Regions from separate parts of the Mus musculus genome. Here all the other regions are linked to region 1. Evidence: chromatin contacts called from public Hi-C and HiChIP or PLAC-seq data. All regions are on one chromosome and are shown on one strand. Each heading gives the region's core, a stretch centred on a gene start, on an enhancer-like site or on the middle of the called end of the contact. The rest is flanking DNA. Distances are from core to core; before and after follow the strand shown.

Evidence for each region. A called contact is a pair of places that touch in the nucleus more often than the background predicts. HiChIP or PLAC-seq counts read pairs in DNA pulled down with a chosen protein or histone mark.
Region 2: a contact with region 1 is called in an H3K4me3 HiChIP or PLAC-seq map of forebrain, with 4 times the contacts expected there. The contact joins the enhancer-like site here to the promoter of Cbx8 in region 1. A contact is called at or near these places in 6 of 39 promoter capture datasets (cranial neural crest, hippocampal neurons, liver and 3 more), 4 of 15 datasets of contacts at CTCF or cohesin (embryonic stem cells, large pre-B cells and pro-B cells), 15 of 484 Hi-C or Micro-C datasets (B cells, CD4 T cells, the N1E-115 cell line and 9 more), 21 of 115 datasets of contacts at active chromatin or transcription factors (CD8 T cells, bone marrow-derived macrophages, craniofacial prominence and 14 more) and 5 of 9 other capture datasets (adipose tissue, embryonic stem cells, liver and 2 more).
Region 3: a contact with region 1 is called in a Hi-C map of embryonic stem cells, with 6 times the contacts expected there. The contact joins the promoter of Rbfox3 here to the promoter of Cbx8 in region 1. A contact is called at or near these places in 2 of 39 promoter capture datasets (embryonic stem cells and epiblast stem cells), 11 of 484 Hi-C or Micro-C datasets (cerebral cortex, cortical neurons and embryonic stem cells) and 2 of 115 datasets of contacts at active chromatin or transcription factors (both in embryonic stem cells).

The regions. Positions count from the first base shown.
Region 1 is chr11:119,038,523-119,043,411 of GRCm38.p6, forward strand. Cbx8 (chromobox 8) reads right to left here and starts at 2,391. Exons shown (of 5, transcript NM_013926.1): 1 at 2,260-2,391; 2 at 1,826-1,869; 3 at 1,572-1,637; 4 at 1,410-1,476; 5 at 1-997. The coding sequence starts at 2,328. The coding sequence ends at 155.
Region 2 is chr11:119,246,878-119,251,766 of GRCm38.p6, forward strand. Ccdc40 (coiled-coil domain containing 40) reads left to right here. Exons shown (of 21, transcript NM_001364767.1): 14 at 4,062-4,307. Gm35932 (predicted gene, 35932) reads right to left here. Exons shown (of 3, transcript NR_168666.1): 3 at 3,840-4,889. Among named protein-coding and RNA genes, the nearest start is that of Gm35932, 4.1 kb to the right of the region's middle. Within about 2 kb of position 2,309, at least 21 of the 459 cell types and tissues checked have an H3K27ac peak or open chromatin away from gene starts, as enhancers often do. A contact at or near this core is called in nephron progenitors, where this site is marked.
Region 3 is chr11:118,907,331-118,912,219 of GRCm38.p6, forward strand. Rbfox3 (RNA binding protein, fox-1 homolog (C. elegans) 3) reads right to left here and starts at 2,242. Exons shown (of 15, transcript NM_001039167.1): 1 at 1,974-2,242.

The DNA.
Region 1 (4,889 bases), core at 1,141-3,640:
TTCCAGCCAGAACTGAGGACGGAGGAATGAAAGGGAAGAGGGGTGTGAAGAAGGACAGGACCAGCCAGAGGCCACAGTCACCCAGAAATAAAAAGCACTAAGCCATTTGAGCTCACTCTCCCCTGCACTGGTCCTGGGCTCCCACCCCGGCAATTCATCTTTTTTCCTTAAAGAATCCTTGGTCCGTGTTGCTCTCCTTAATGGTGACGGTCAAAAAGTTTGAGGTCACATCTGTAACGACCACTTTCTCCAGGTTAGTCAGAGAGGGGCTCCAGGACTCTTCCTCTGGGTCCCCCAGGATCCTGGCCACTGGGATCCTGGCGATGAGGGAGGGCCTTCCCCCTTGCGCCCCCATGTCCCGATACAGGCTTCCCACTGAGGCTGGGGTGCCTGAACTATGTCGAACCCTGGCACCACCAGGGTCCAGGGCACCTTGGCCTTTGGCCTCCAGGAAAGCAGCCCTGTGCTTTATTACCCTGGCTGGAAAGGTGTCCACAGCCAACTTGCTCGAGGCCTCTGCTGAGCTAGGACTGGTCACACCATATTGCACCAGGTCTGAGTCCTGCCTTCGAGCAAGCTGGATCACACTGTGGCCAGCTGGGAACTTTCCTGTCCCAGAAGAGGTCTCATCCAGCTTCCTGCCTTTCAGGTACTCTCCAAGGCCGGCACTGGGCTCTCCCAAAGGTCTCTGTGAAGGGTCCAGGGGCTCCTTCCTGGGTTTCGGTCCTCGTTTCTTGGAGCTGTCCCCCGGTGAGCTGGGCTTGTCGTCTACACGGCTGGTACCCCTGTCCCTCTCTCGGTCCCGGTCCCGAGGTGGGTCTGCCCTGCAGGTACTGGTGCTGCTCCCTGGTGGGGGTAGCCCCGTGTTCCGCAGGCCCTCTCGGGCCCTGGAAGTAGACGCCAAATCCTGGGGTGAGCGGCCTGGGTAAGGGATCCGGATGCCTCTGGTAGAGTCACTTCTGAATTCATAGGTTTTGGCCTTTGCCTTGGCCTGGGCCTGCAGAAGGAAGTTGTTGTGAGGAGAAAAAAGCCCCGCCCCCGCCCACCCCACCCCCCCACGACCTCTAGCCTTGACTGCCCAACTTTCCCTGGATGCCTGGGAAATTCTAATTGAGTGGGGAGGTGGGCTCTTAGTAATAGTCTGGGGGAGGGGAATGAGGGTTTGTCTGGAAGAAGCCATTTGCAACCAACAGACTCCTTGTGTAACAGAGGTCTACTTGGGATGGCTGGAGGGGGGGTGGGAATGAAGGCCTTCTGGTGCAGCTAAGTCCTGCCTCTAGAACTCCGTGATGGGGCCTCTGACAGAAGTCCAGATTACAAATACACACAAGGCAAGGGCACCCATTGATTTACAAGCCCTGCAGATCCTCCCTGAACGGCACACTCCACCTCTGGAGATCGCAACATACCTTGAGAAGGAAGGTTTTAGGCTTGGGTCCTCGCTTTTTGGGGCCATAGAGCTCCATCTCCCGTTCCCTAAAGAAAGAAAAGAGAGAGAAGGGGGTGTGTCCTGGCTGCACCGAAGTCAGCGTGTATGGGTTCTAGTGAGTGGCTAGGCTAAGGGTCTGTACCTTTCCTCAAAGGCTGCAAGGAGGCGAGCATCCAGAATATTTTCTTCGGGCTCCCACGTGCTGTACCTAAAGGAAACCAGGAAGAATGGAGCATCAGTCCCTGGAGCAGGAGAGAGAGGACAGAGTGGAGGGCGTGTATGTGTGTGCAACTTTTCCGGCTGCCTTGTGTTGTATTTCAATGTGAAGGGGAAAAGAGGAAGAAAGAACCCTCCTCGATATCAGTGTGGGGTAGCGATTGCATATAACCTACTTACTTCTGCGACCAGCCCTTCCATTTCACGAGATATTCCATGCGTCCCTGCAGATGCAAAAGGGAAAATGCTTGTGTATGTGTGTGCGTGGGGAGAAATGCATGACGAGGACACAAGAAATACACACGAAAATGCATGCACCAAATGAATGCTCCAAACACTACCGCCAAAGGAACCAGTCCACTGCAGCACCCCTGCAGAAACGCTGCACAAAGTGCATGCACCGGCATTCATCCCCCACCCCACCCCCCATCCATGCAATCTGTGCAGGGCTGCAAGTCTAAGGAGAGCGCTGGGGCTGAGCCGCCGCCGCCGCCGCCACGGCCGCGGCCGCTGCTGGGACCTGGGGGAAGGGAGGCTGGGCTGCAGCAAGGGGAGGGAGCCTGGGCCCTGGTGAGGGAGAGTTCGCGTCGCCGCCCGCCTTCCCCTTCACCTACTTTGCGAATGCGCCGCTTCAGGAGGGCTTCGGCCGCGAACACCCGCTCCCCCACCGCCGAGAGCTCCATGTTGACTCGCCGCTTCCCCCCTCAGCCGCTTCCAGGAGCAGAAAAGCAGCAGCCAGCCCTCGACAGCCCATAATACTCTCCCGCTGACGTCAGTTCTCCTCCCTCCCCCGCGCACTCTCCCTCCCTCCACCCCCTCCCAGCGCTTCCTCCCGCCCCACGTGTTGCTAACGACGTTGCTAAAGCCAAGCGTCCTGGGCCCGTTCTGCGGGCGCTGATTGGACTAGCGCCCGGCCACGCCCCTCTCCCCGTCTCCCCTGCGTTGCTACGTGACCCGCGTTCCAATAGCCAGGAGGCGGGGTCTCTGTCCACTCCAGAGACCCAGAGGGAGGGGGAGCGAGCCGTCAGCGGAAGTGACGCCAAGCGGGGCGGGCCCGGCTGCTGTCAGTCTGCACGGCTGGACAGGGGGGCCGCTGCCCTAGGCTCCCGCCCCTGGCCCCCCTGCCTGATTGCCCAGCGTTTCCCCGGGTGCGTGGCTTGCCCCGCCGAGCTATTAGGGCTCCCTGCGTAGGTGCCAGCCAGGCGCTGCCCCTCTGCAGACCCAGGCCCTCCCCACCTGCCCATGCCCTAGCTGGCGCCATCCTGGTCGCCAGCCGCCGTTGATGCACAATGCACAGGTGCTGGGGCGCATCGAGCCGCGCCCGAACCCCCGGACCTACGTCGCTTGCGCCGAACCTACTAATTCCCTGACCCCTCCCTTGCGGCCGCGCACCCTGGGTCTCCATGGCAACGCCCCCTCCTCCCTTCTTCACCAGTCCCATCCAGCTAACAAATCAATGAGCCTGCTCTTGGTCTCCAGTCGCATAGCGCTGCCCGCGTCCACCCTCCGGGTCCTGCGAGCTGGCGTGGGCGCTTCTCCGGGCTCAGAAGCCCAAAGCAGACTGGCACAAGCCAGTGTTTACCGCCTGAATCCATCCTGAAGCGAGACCCTGCAGGAGGGGTCGCGAGCCTCCTCTTCCCACCCTCATTGTCCCCAAGTCTCAGCTGCCCTGCCCCAGCCTCTATTCCTGACCCAGCCTGCAGTTTCCGTCCAATCCACTCCTCAGTCCTGAGAGAAGTCAACCCTGACCACATCTGTCCCGGCCTGGGTGGGTTTAAGGAGCCTATGACCATCGAGGCAGAGCCTAGAGCCTGGCTAGCTCTGGAGGCGCCGCGGCTCTGCTCCAGACCTGGGTGCAGAGCTAGTGCACTTTCTGTCTCGGGCTCTTCTAGACGACGTAAGCGTAAGCGGGGGATTCCCGACAAACATCAGTATGGACTTTGAGGGGTGTGGCGGTATCTAGTGCGGCCTGGAAGAGACACCCCCACCCCCACCCCCGACGCGAAGATGGCAAGTCCCAGGTAGGGGACGAGGGTCGCGCAGAGATGCCTCAGTCCCTTTTACACACCTGAGTACACTCAATGACCTTTTGCTCCTAGGCTCTCTTTCCTCCCCTCGTGGTAACCCCTGTTGAGGCGCGGGGGGGGGGGGGGTTCAACAGCAGCTATCCCCACATTGCCCTTTTACTACCCAAGCTCCAGATCACAGAGCCCGACCTCGGAACACACAATTTATTTAAATCGCGATATCAACTTGGCTGAAAAAAGTTTCCCTTGGCCAAGAAGAGGCTGGGAAAAGGGGAGAGAGAAAAAGAAAAAACGACGAAGCCCGGAAAACAGCGAGCTAAGGAGTCTGTTTCGAAAGGCAGGAAGCCCAGAGCGCAAAGCTGGCCTCGGGTCCAAGGCGCTACACACTGCACGCGCCAGTGCTGGCCTTGGGGCTAGCTCCGAGTTGGGCCCGCTGCGCCGGTACTCCCCAGGCCTCCTCTTGCATCAACAGTCGCAGGTTCCAGTTTTTGGCTTCACTCCTAGACATAGTAAGGTGTGCTCCAGGTGAGGAGTCCTCTCGGTTCTCAACGAACAGCGGATCCAGGATGCCCACATCGCCCCGGCGACCTTCGCCCGCCGCCTTCAAGAGACCGCCGACGGCTGGGTCCTTAATCATAAAAAGTCATTCCTGGTAACAAATAGTTTCGTCGGCCGGTGCCAGCGATACAGCTGTTTCTGTTTAAGCTTAAATACTTTCCAACAGTTTGGGCAGTAAAAATAAAGTCGGTCTCAGCCGCCTATAAGTGTCTGGTTTCCCCGCCCAGAGAAAGCCCACCCTAGCCCTCCGCCCGGGTCGCTCTAGTTGCTCCGCCTGCCCGCGCTTGGAATCTGTTGCCCGCCGCGGGCGTTGGCTGTCGGGCCACCCGGAGCTTAGCGGGGGCCGCGGCTCTGCAAGCCGGCTTCAGGGCCACCTTGAAGCCAGTGGCAGGGAACTGCGTGGAGTGGCTGCTGGTGGTGGTGGTGGTGGGCATCAGCTCTTCCTCTCTTTCTTATCCCTGGGAAGTTTGCCGATCAAGTAAAAGATGGTGGTTTCCCTTCAGCTTGGGTTTTGAGGAGAACTCTGTCCCTAAGTTGTGTGTCTTCATGGACCAGGGGGTTTTGGACGAGGGTCATCAACTGCTGGTTTCAATTTCACCGAAAAAATCCAGCTCTCTTCCACTCCTGCCCCACCATCGTCCTTTCTTTCCTCCCTTCCT
Region 2 (4,889 bases), core at 1,059-3,558, 210 kb after region 1:
GTGTGTGTGTTGGGATTATAGACCTGGGCCACCACACCCAATTTATTGGGCCCAACGAGTAGCCACACACCTCCCCAGCTCCCCAAGACATCTCTTTGTTTTGAGACAGGGTCTCACTAAGTTGCCCCGGGCTGATCTTGAACTTAAGCTGTAGCTCGGCTACACCCAGGCTAGGCTCAAACTTATGCTCAGCATGGCCTGGTTAGTCTCTTGAGCAGCTGGGATGACACATCCAGCCAATAATTTCTTACTGTAAAAAACCTGGGGAGCCTGAGTGCGGTCCTGGGTTCTTCCCTCCAGAATGGGGGGGGGGGGAGTGGGGGGGACAGTGGGGGGAGGGGAACACAGAAAGACACAATGAAAACTGTAAGAGGCTGTAGACCTGCCATCCAGGAAACCCTGTCTGTTTCTTTTTTTCTGTACACATTTAGACACACGCACGCGCTTACACACACACACACACAATCATGCTAACACTGCATTCTTGTTAGATATCTGATTCCAGGTCCAATCAAATATATTTTTTTATTAGTTTCATTGAACTGTGACACAGTGTTTAAAAAAAGATTTGTTTTATGTATATGAGTACACGTACGTAGCTGTGCAGATGGTTGTGAGCCTTCATGTGGTTGTTGGGAACTGAGTTTTAGGACCTCTGCTCGCTCCGGTCAGCCACACTTGCTCAGTCCTTGCTCGCCCTGGCCCAAAGATTTATGTATTATTATACATAAGTACACTGTAACTGACTTCAGACACACCAGAAGAGGGCATCAGATCTCATTATGGATGGTTGTGAGCCACCATGTGGTTGCTGGGATTTGATCTCGGGACCTCTGGAAGAGCAGTCAGTGCTCTTACCCACTGAGCCATCTCACCAGCCCCCTGTGGCACAGTTTTGTTTTATTTTATTGTATTGTATTTTATTTTATTTTTTGAGACTGGTCTCTCTCTGTAGCCGATTGTCCTAGGATTTACCACAGAGCACATGTCGGCCTCAGACCCGTGGCTGTCTGTGTGCCCCCACCTCTCAAGTGCTGGATTGTGGGGTGAGCCCCCACACCCTGCTCCTTTTTTCCTTCCTTTCATCACATGGTAGGATCCCGCTGGAATCTCTGTCTCGAGTGGCCCTGAGGAGGGCATGGCCCCACCCCCTAAGGGAGCACGACAGCCTGGCTGAGTCTGGCTGAGGACACATCCCCACAGGAGGACTGCTCAGTTGTTTTCTCACACCACACAGTCTTAGGAAGAGAGTCTGGCCCACCCTGGCCCGGCCAGCGCCGGTCCATGCTATCAGCTGCCCCACCCCATGCAGATACACTCCCCACATTTTCTTTTTTTCTTTAAGATTTATTTATTTGTTATTTTATGTATATGAGTACACTGCTGTACAGATGGTTGTGAGCCATCATGTGGTTGCTGGAAATTGGATTTAGGTCCTTTGCTCGCTCCGGACAGTCCCGCTCACACTAGCCCTGCTTGCTCCGGCCCAAAGATTTATTTATTATTAAAAATAAGCACACTGCATCTGTCTTCAGAAGCACCAGAAGAGGGCGTCAGATCTCATTATGGGTGGTTGTGAGCCACCATGTGGTTGCTGGGATTTGAACTCAGGACCTTCGGAAGAGCAGTCAGTGCTCTTAACGGCTGAGCCAGATGGAGTGGATCTCCAGCCCCACTCCCTACATTTTCAGCTCCAGCTGTGCCACCCCAACACAGGCTTTTTGGTTCCATCCTGGAACCTGGGAGATGGGGAACACCCAAGTGTCTCTTCAGTTAAGTCTTGAATCCAGCTCCCTGGAACCTGAGCCTCAGCGCTCCCTCTGGCTAGGGCCTTGGGTGCAGGCAGCTTCAGGCCCCCGGGAGCTCAGCTGTCTTTCCTGTTATCTGGAAGGAGGCAGAGAACCTGCCCAGTCGCCAGCCACCACTCCTGACATAGTGACTACTTATCAGGAGTAGACATGGCTGTTGCCACCTGTCCTCCTAAAAGGACAGCCACTTGTCCGGCAGCCTAGGCATCCGTGATTCACACACACCCTGGCAGGAGGGGAGCTCACTTCTGCCCTGACTGGACACGGCTGGCAGCAGCTAATGCATATATGGCCCAACTGGATCTCCTTGGAATCTTTCCTTGGGAGCAGGGCAGGGAGCGAGAGAAGGTGGTTAAGGACTTTTGAGACTCTAGGGAGCGTGGTGGGTATGAAGTAGCCTGCCCGGCCCCATAGCTGCCCAGACCAGTATTGGCCCCACCCTGCCCTGTCCTAGACTGGACATGAACTATCACCACCTTTTCCCACCAGAGGGCAGTAAAGAGTCTTTAAGCTAACAACTTTGTATGTCACCATGGTTTTCAAACAGAAGTATAGCCCTTGAAAGGGGACACCGGTACTCAAAAGTCCTGTGCACTGGTGACATGTGTGGGAGGGAAGGAGCCTGTCTGGAGAGAGGATCAGAAGGAGGGCAGTCACGTTCTGTCTGGAGCTGGTGCAGGAGGAAGGGGGTGTGTGTGTGTGTGTGTCGATGCAGAATCTCATTATAAACTCAGAGGCAGTGACAAGGTCCTGAGGTCCTGGGTGGCCAGGCTGCTTGCCTTGGGTGGCAGAGGGCAGTGTTGCATCTGGTCACAGTGCAAGAGGAAGAAAGATGCCATGCAGGATGCAGAGTCTCACTGCGCACTGCACAGCTGTCAAAAAACAGACAGCTTTAATCTCAGCCTCTGGGAGGCAGAGGCAGAGGCAGGTGGATCACTGTGAGTCTGAGGTCAGCCAGCACACTGAGAGACTCTCAAAACAATTTTTTTTTTTTTTTTTTTTTTTTTTTTTTTTTGCTGGTGGTGGCGCACACCTTTAATCCCAGCACTTGTTAGGCAGACAGAGGCAGGCGGATTCTGAGTTCGAGGCCAGCCTGCTCTACAGAGTGAGTTCCAGAACAGCCAGGGCTACACAGAGAAACCCTGTCTCAAAAAAATTGTTTTTTCTTTAATTACACAAGAAAATGAGACAGGATCTGTCAGACTAAAGAGTTCAGTGGAGTGTGGTCCCACCATGCTCTCCTGAGGAGCACAGGAGGACATACGCTACACTGGGAGAAAGGTAGGATTCCAGGTGGTCCTCCTGGTGGCTTTGTGATAAGAGCTGCCCATGATTCAACACGCTCCCTCCCCAAACTTGTACCCTGCTTGTTTACAAGAAAAACGAGACATGGACAGCTTGCTTTCTCCCCTGTTCTCTCCTCCTCGCCCCTCCCCTCCCCTCCCCGCTCCTCTCCTTCCTCCCTTCAAGGTGTAATATAACCTATATAACCCTGGCTGGCCTGGAATTCAATATGTAGACCAAGGTGTTCTCAGAGTCACGGTGATCCTCCTGCCTCTGCCTCTCACATGCTGGGATTAAGGACATGAAGCAGCCAGGAGCGGAGGCAGGGGGACCTCTAAGTTTGAGGCCAGCCTGGTCTACAGAGCAAGTTCCAGGACAACCAGGGCTACACAGAGAAACCCTGTCTCAAGAAATAAACAGGAGCTGGAGAGATAGCTCAGGGAATAAGAGCACTGACTGCTCTTCCAGAGGCCCTGAGTTCAACTCCCAGCAACCACATGGTGGCTCACAACCATCTATAACAGGATCTGATGCATTCTTCTGGTATGTTTGAAGAAAGTGACAGTGTACGCATATAAATAAATAAAATAAATAAATACATCTTTTAAAAAAAAGACGTGTCTCAAAAAAATAAATAAACAAAAAAACCAGCATTCCAGCCCCCAATCCGTTTTTTGAGAGAGAGACAAAGAGAATGTCTTTTGTGGCCCACACTTGAGCCTCCCATCAGCTAGAATCACAGGCATGGGCCACAACACTGCTTTATTTTATGCACGCTGTCTCCATTGGGTAAGCAGGCCCCTTGTGCTTTGTGGTGGTCCTTGAAGGTCCTTGAGATGCAGGGCCAGTTAGCTTCCTCCTGATGGCATGCAGGGATCTCTTCATATACCAGTCGAATGTCGAGGACACTGCAGTCTAGCCCAGCCAAAGACGGAGAAAGCTCACACCTATGTCCCTTCGTGCCCTCAGGTGACACATCTTTCAAAAATTGACGGCGATATCGCCCAGGCCACCCTGGACATCACCAACACCAACTGCAAAATAGACATGCATAAGAAGACGCTGGCAGAGATGGACAAGGAGGTAAAGAGGTTCAACGATCTCATCACCAACAGCGAGAGCGAGATCGCCCGGCGCACCATCCTCATTGAGAGGAAGCAGAGCCTCATCAACTTCTTCAACAAGCAGCTGGAACAGATGGTGTCGGAGCTGGGGGTGAGGCGCCGCCCAGAGCCCCGAGCCACGCCCTCTCCCCGCTCCCTTCCCCCATCACTGTAGTGAAGTGTCCCAAGTGTGAGGACTCTCTGAGCCCCTGGAGTCAATGCCTTGATTCATGGTTCTCCGTAGCCCCCTCCAAAAGAAGGCCTTCCGGGAGCTAGCTCAATCGGCAAGGCAGTTGCTTTGTCGTCATAAAGATGTGGGTCCACCCAGCACCCACAGTAAAAGCCAGGCAGGGGACCTCTGCACCCCAGAGCTGGGAAAGAGGCTGTAGTATTGCTGTGGCCTGTTGGCCAGTCAGTCTAATCAGCCAGTGAGTAACAGGTTCAGCAGGAGACGCTGTCTGAACAAACTAACACTCAGTGTGGAAACCTTACCTCCATGGCTACACAGGCGCGCACACAGACACAGACACACACACACACATATATATATATACACACACACACACACATATATATATACACACACACACACACACATATACACACACACATATATATATATATATATATATATATATATATATATATACATACCACACATAAGTAATAATAATAATGCACGCCCGTGGAGCCC
Region 3 (4,889 bases), core at 992-3,491, 130 kb before region 1:
GCTCCCACGCAGGGAGGCCTCTGGTCCCCGGGGAGGGCGGAGGCGGCAGCTCGATCCTCCCTCTGGGCCCAGGGGAGCTCCTCGCCCGCGGGGGACGAGGGGCTGGCTCTGAGAAGGCGCCCCCTGCCCCACATGCCCACCCTACAGCGGCCCTGACCACCTCGCCAGCGCCTCTCTTCCACCAGCAGGCGCCTTCTCTACAACTTTCTCCCTTCCCAGTAGTCGCTCACCTGGAGGGTCTGGTTTTAATTAGTGTAATATCCCCGTTACCAGCGCAGCCTGATTAAGACATCCGCCCTGATCCGCGATGCGCACTTAATGAGCTCAGTCTGCCATAATGTTTGTACTTTTTTTTTTCATTATTTTTTGCAGACCAGTAAAACCAAAGCTGATTTCTGCTGAAAGACCTCATTACCCGAGACCCTACTCCATTAGCCCCGTACCTGCTCTGGACCCTAGACTCCCCGATGCGCTCCCGAGGCGTCCCCAGCTTAGCCGGCGTTTGTGACAGAAAATTAACGACCCTGCGCGCACCAGAAGGCACTTCACCTCCAGCCGGAGGAGGAAGGGACTTGCCCAGAAGAAGAAAGGATCCCTCAGTCCCTGTCCATAGCTCCCACTGTGGGTGTCTCGCACATCGAGAGACTACTGGCGCCACCGGCGTCCTTTTTAAAAGTGACCATTAAATAATTAGAGTGCGTCTGAAAAGCAGAATCCAAAAGGGGGAGCGGGGATGTGGCTCGGCCATCCTGGACCCTCCTCACCTCGCAGCCCACACACACTAGCCGACGTCAGTGAGCTTCGTGAACAGCCAACCAACCCCCAATCTCATGCAAGACCCAAGATCCTGGGTCTGTTCCAGCTGTCTAATAGGGTCTCAATGCCCCCCCCCCGTGCTGGTCGCGTCTTGCTCCGGGTACAGACTGGGTGCGGGACCTGGGTGGCCAGGACACTGAAGGGCTGCATGCCAATGGATAGGGGCGAAGCTTCATCAGGGAGCTCCCAGAGGACCGCCGGCCTGAAGCCACCCCCTGACACCTTTCTCCTGAAGAAGACAGCCCCAGGAGAATCCCACCACCTCCCGGGGCCACAAGTCAGAAAGTTTGGGCTAGGGTTGTGCAGGCCACCTTAGCAAAGCTTTCCCAGCCGGGCTGTCCCAGCCCTGTAGCTGTGCCAAAGCGAGCAGTAACCTCCGATCCTTGCTCACGCCTCTGGGAAGACTCGGCCCCGAGCGCCCCCCAGCTCGCGGACTAGAGAGCCCTGTGCGCCACCCGCGCCTGTTCCACGCGTGCCGCTATGCTGAGGGCTCTGGTCCTCCCGAGAGAGCCGAGGAGGACCTCAGTCCTCCCACAACTCCTTGAGGTCATCAGTCAGTCCCCTCGGCCGGCTCTCCTCCTCCTGGACCCCAGCAGCCCTCCCGAGCCTGAGGATGGCGAGAGTCGCACGCCGTAGCGCATCAGGGTCGCCAGCCGTGCTTCCAGCCCTGCGGGTTGGGGCCGCCTCCCTGATGCGCCCCGCGGGCCGGGATCTCCGTGCGCCACGGCTTCCCCCCAATCCTGGGAGTTCCCAGAGCCGGGCATTGTGCCGCCGCCGCCGCCGCCGCCGCCGCCGCCACGGGCACGCAGCGCGCGGGACTCCCCGGTGTCTCCATGGAGCCTGACCCCGGGCCTTCCCATTTACAAAATCTCCCCTCTGGTTTCCCAGGGGAGCCCGGAGCCCGGAGCCACGACCCCAGCCCCCGCACAACTCGGGAACCCCGACCTCGCGCGCAGACCCCTGACCCCCAAGGGCGCCACCCCATCCTCGCGCGACCTCAGGTCTGTCCCCAGCCACGCTCCGCAGCCCCGCGTCCTCGCCGGCCCCGCCTCCCACTGCGGGGTCCCGTGCGCCCCTCCCCGGGCCGTGCCCACAGTCCCAGCCGGCCCCTCGCGATGGTCGTGACCGAGGTGGAAGCCCAGGGTCTGGCTACTCACGGGTTCAGCGTTCCCCACGGCAGGTGACGGGGCCCTGGCGGCCATGCCCCGGCTGCATCCCGGCCGCCCCGGCGAGCCGGCGGCAAGGGGCGCGAGAGGCCGGGTTGGAGCGGCGGTGGCTGCCGCGGCGTCTCCGGAGACCACGCGAGCTGCTGGGGCAGGCGCCCGACTGCTGTCCGAGGAGGTTTCCGCCGGTTCCGGAGCAACGGCTCCGTGTCCCCGCTCCGCTTGCCTCGCCGACTCTCTCTCTCTCTCTCTCTCTCTCTCTCTCTCTCTCTCTCTCTCTCTCTCTCTCTCTCTCTCTCTGCCACCCCCCCCTCGTTCCTCTGGCTGGCTCGGCTGAAGCGAGAAGGCAGCAGGAGCACGCGGCGGCGGTGGCGGTGGTGGTGGCGGCTGCACGGGCGGAGCGCGCAGCTCGGCGAGGGAGGGAGGGGGCTCCGGCGGTCGCGCGGCCAGGGAGGGCGGCGAGGCAGGGAGGGCCGCGAGCCAGCTGAATGTGGCCACAGGAGCCCTGGAGTCCCAGCTCCAGCCTTGGAGAACGGGGATGCGTAGGCTGGTGAGACTTGTAGGGCACCCTAGAGCTCAGAAGGAGCTGGGCTCCTCCGAGCTCACCACCACCACCACCGCTGTGGTCTCACCTCCCCTTCCTCCCTCCCTTCTTCTGGGCGACCTCAGTGTAAGTCATCACTAGCAACACTTAGCAGGACCCCTGCACCCTCGTTCCACTGGGACCGGTTTCTCTCGCTCTGCCCAGGGGTCCCTAGAAAGACTTGGTCGCTGAATGGCAGGAATGGATGTCCCCTCCCCCACGCCTCTCCAGCTAGTCTGCAGCGCCCGCGCCTAACTGGCCACTGGGGAAGACCCTTAATAGGCCTGGAGTTCCATGCCTTGCCTTCCTGAGAATCACAGAGCAGGCGGGGAGGCAGGAGGCCTACCCTGGAACAGGACACAGGGAGGACACACTTGTCCCCGCTGATAATCCTATGGCCTTAAATATTTCCATCCAGGTCAGTTAGGAGAACCTAAAACCAGAAGAGTTCCAGCCTCCCCCTAACCCAGGGAAAGGGAGTCTAGCGTGGTCTGAGGTCCGGCATCTCTAGTCTTGGGAAAAGAAAGGGGTTGGGAGGCAGGCATTGCCTCTGAGCTGTCAAGATGAGACCCAGGTACAACAGTGGGGCTAGTTACTGGCATTCAGCCCCAGAAGTGAGCAAAGAGGCTAGATGATACCCAAAGGCTTTAAACTGGATCCAGATACTGTTCTATATGAAAGACGAAAATAAAAGACAATCACCATGCAGTGCCTGGACTCTGGGACCTGCACTCTCAAAGGACATTTGCAATCTAAAAAACAAAAAACAACAACAACAAAACAAACAACAACAACAAAACATGATTAAAAAACAAGCCTGATACACGTTGCTGGATGCTGTTTGTAAAACCATCAGCTTCTTGCACCTAACTAAGCTTCCAGTGTGAGGCACATACCACGGAGCCTGGGGCCCTGTGGGTAGGGCAGCTAGACAGAGTAGAGAAGAGGGAGAATAAGAGAGGCCCTGAGGTGCTCTCTGGCTTGCTGGGCTGCACACTGCCTTCCCTACAGAGTGAGGGCAGACGGTGTCCAGGCTGAGTGACTGTTGCCTTCTCAGGAGCTTTTAATTCTGCTCCTTCGGCCTGTCTGGGCCATCGATCTGTCTTGCCCAGTGGGAATCACGTGCTTTAGAGCACGTAAGCAGTCGAGTCCTGCAGCCGAATATAAATGCCTTGTCTCTGGCACAGTCGCAAGGGTCCCTGAAGCGGCCCTAGCCCCAAATTTGAGATGGCACAGTTCTGCCCCCATGGACCAACTGTTTCTCTCTGTGTGGCCTGGTGATCCAAGCTTTCATGGCATGGGACTGCTGGCTAGGCCCATCCACACCAATCTCTAGGCTGTCTTGCCTCTCTGGGCCAACGGTGAGTCCCTCCTGGTTCTTCTGTCCTGAGAGCCCTTCCCGTCTGGTCCAGTTCCCACTGCCCTTCTGATCCCTCTCTTAGAACCCTCCCAGAGACCAAGGTCTGCTTCCCCATACTGCACTGCACAAGCTGTGAGCTTCAAGTGGAAGGGCTCAGGACTGAAACTCTAGTCACACACCCACCTCTGGAGGCCATTCCCAAAAAGGTCTGCAGGTGGCACCAAGCCTTCTTCCAGTCTCCAGACAGGTTCCAGCCAAACAGCACAGTCAGCCACTCAGAAAGCCTGGTACTAAAATGAAGCAGGCACCTGTAGCCAAGGGGCAGCCATGTGGCCTGTCTAGTAGGTTATCCCTCGAGAACAGAGCCCAGGGCATATGTCCCGTGGACTCAGAGGTCATCAAAGGGTCTGCCCAGAAAAGGATGGCAGGGCCTGTGAATGTATTTCTATGCTGAGATTAACAAGGATGTTATTTTTAGATTGTGTGTGTGTGTGTGTGTGTGTGTGTGTGTGTGTGTGTGTGAGCACACAAGCCAAGTGAGTGTAATGCCCTCAGAAGCCAGAAGAGGAAATCAGATCAGATTCCCAATGGCTGAAGCTATGGGCAGTTAGGAGCCTCCTGGCTGGATGCCAAACTCTGGTCCTCTGGAAGAGAAGGAAGTGCTTTCAACCACTGAGCTGTCCATGAAGCCCCACAGAAACTTCGTTTTTAAGAATATGAGGATGTAGAAGCGCCAAGAACAACCCCCTGCAGTAGCAACTAGGAAAGAAGCAAAGATACCACTCTAGCTATTACAAGGCCACAGCTCACCCTCAGAAAGATACAGCAAAGCACAGAAAAGACTCTAAGAGGATGGCGATCGGCAATCTGTCAGGATCTAGACTCTCATAGGAAACAGGTATCTAGATGTGACCGAAAATACATCCCTCATGTTGTGGTGACCTCAAACCATAAAATTATTTTCATT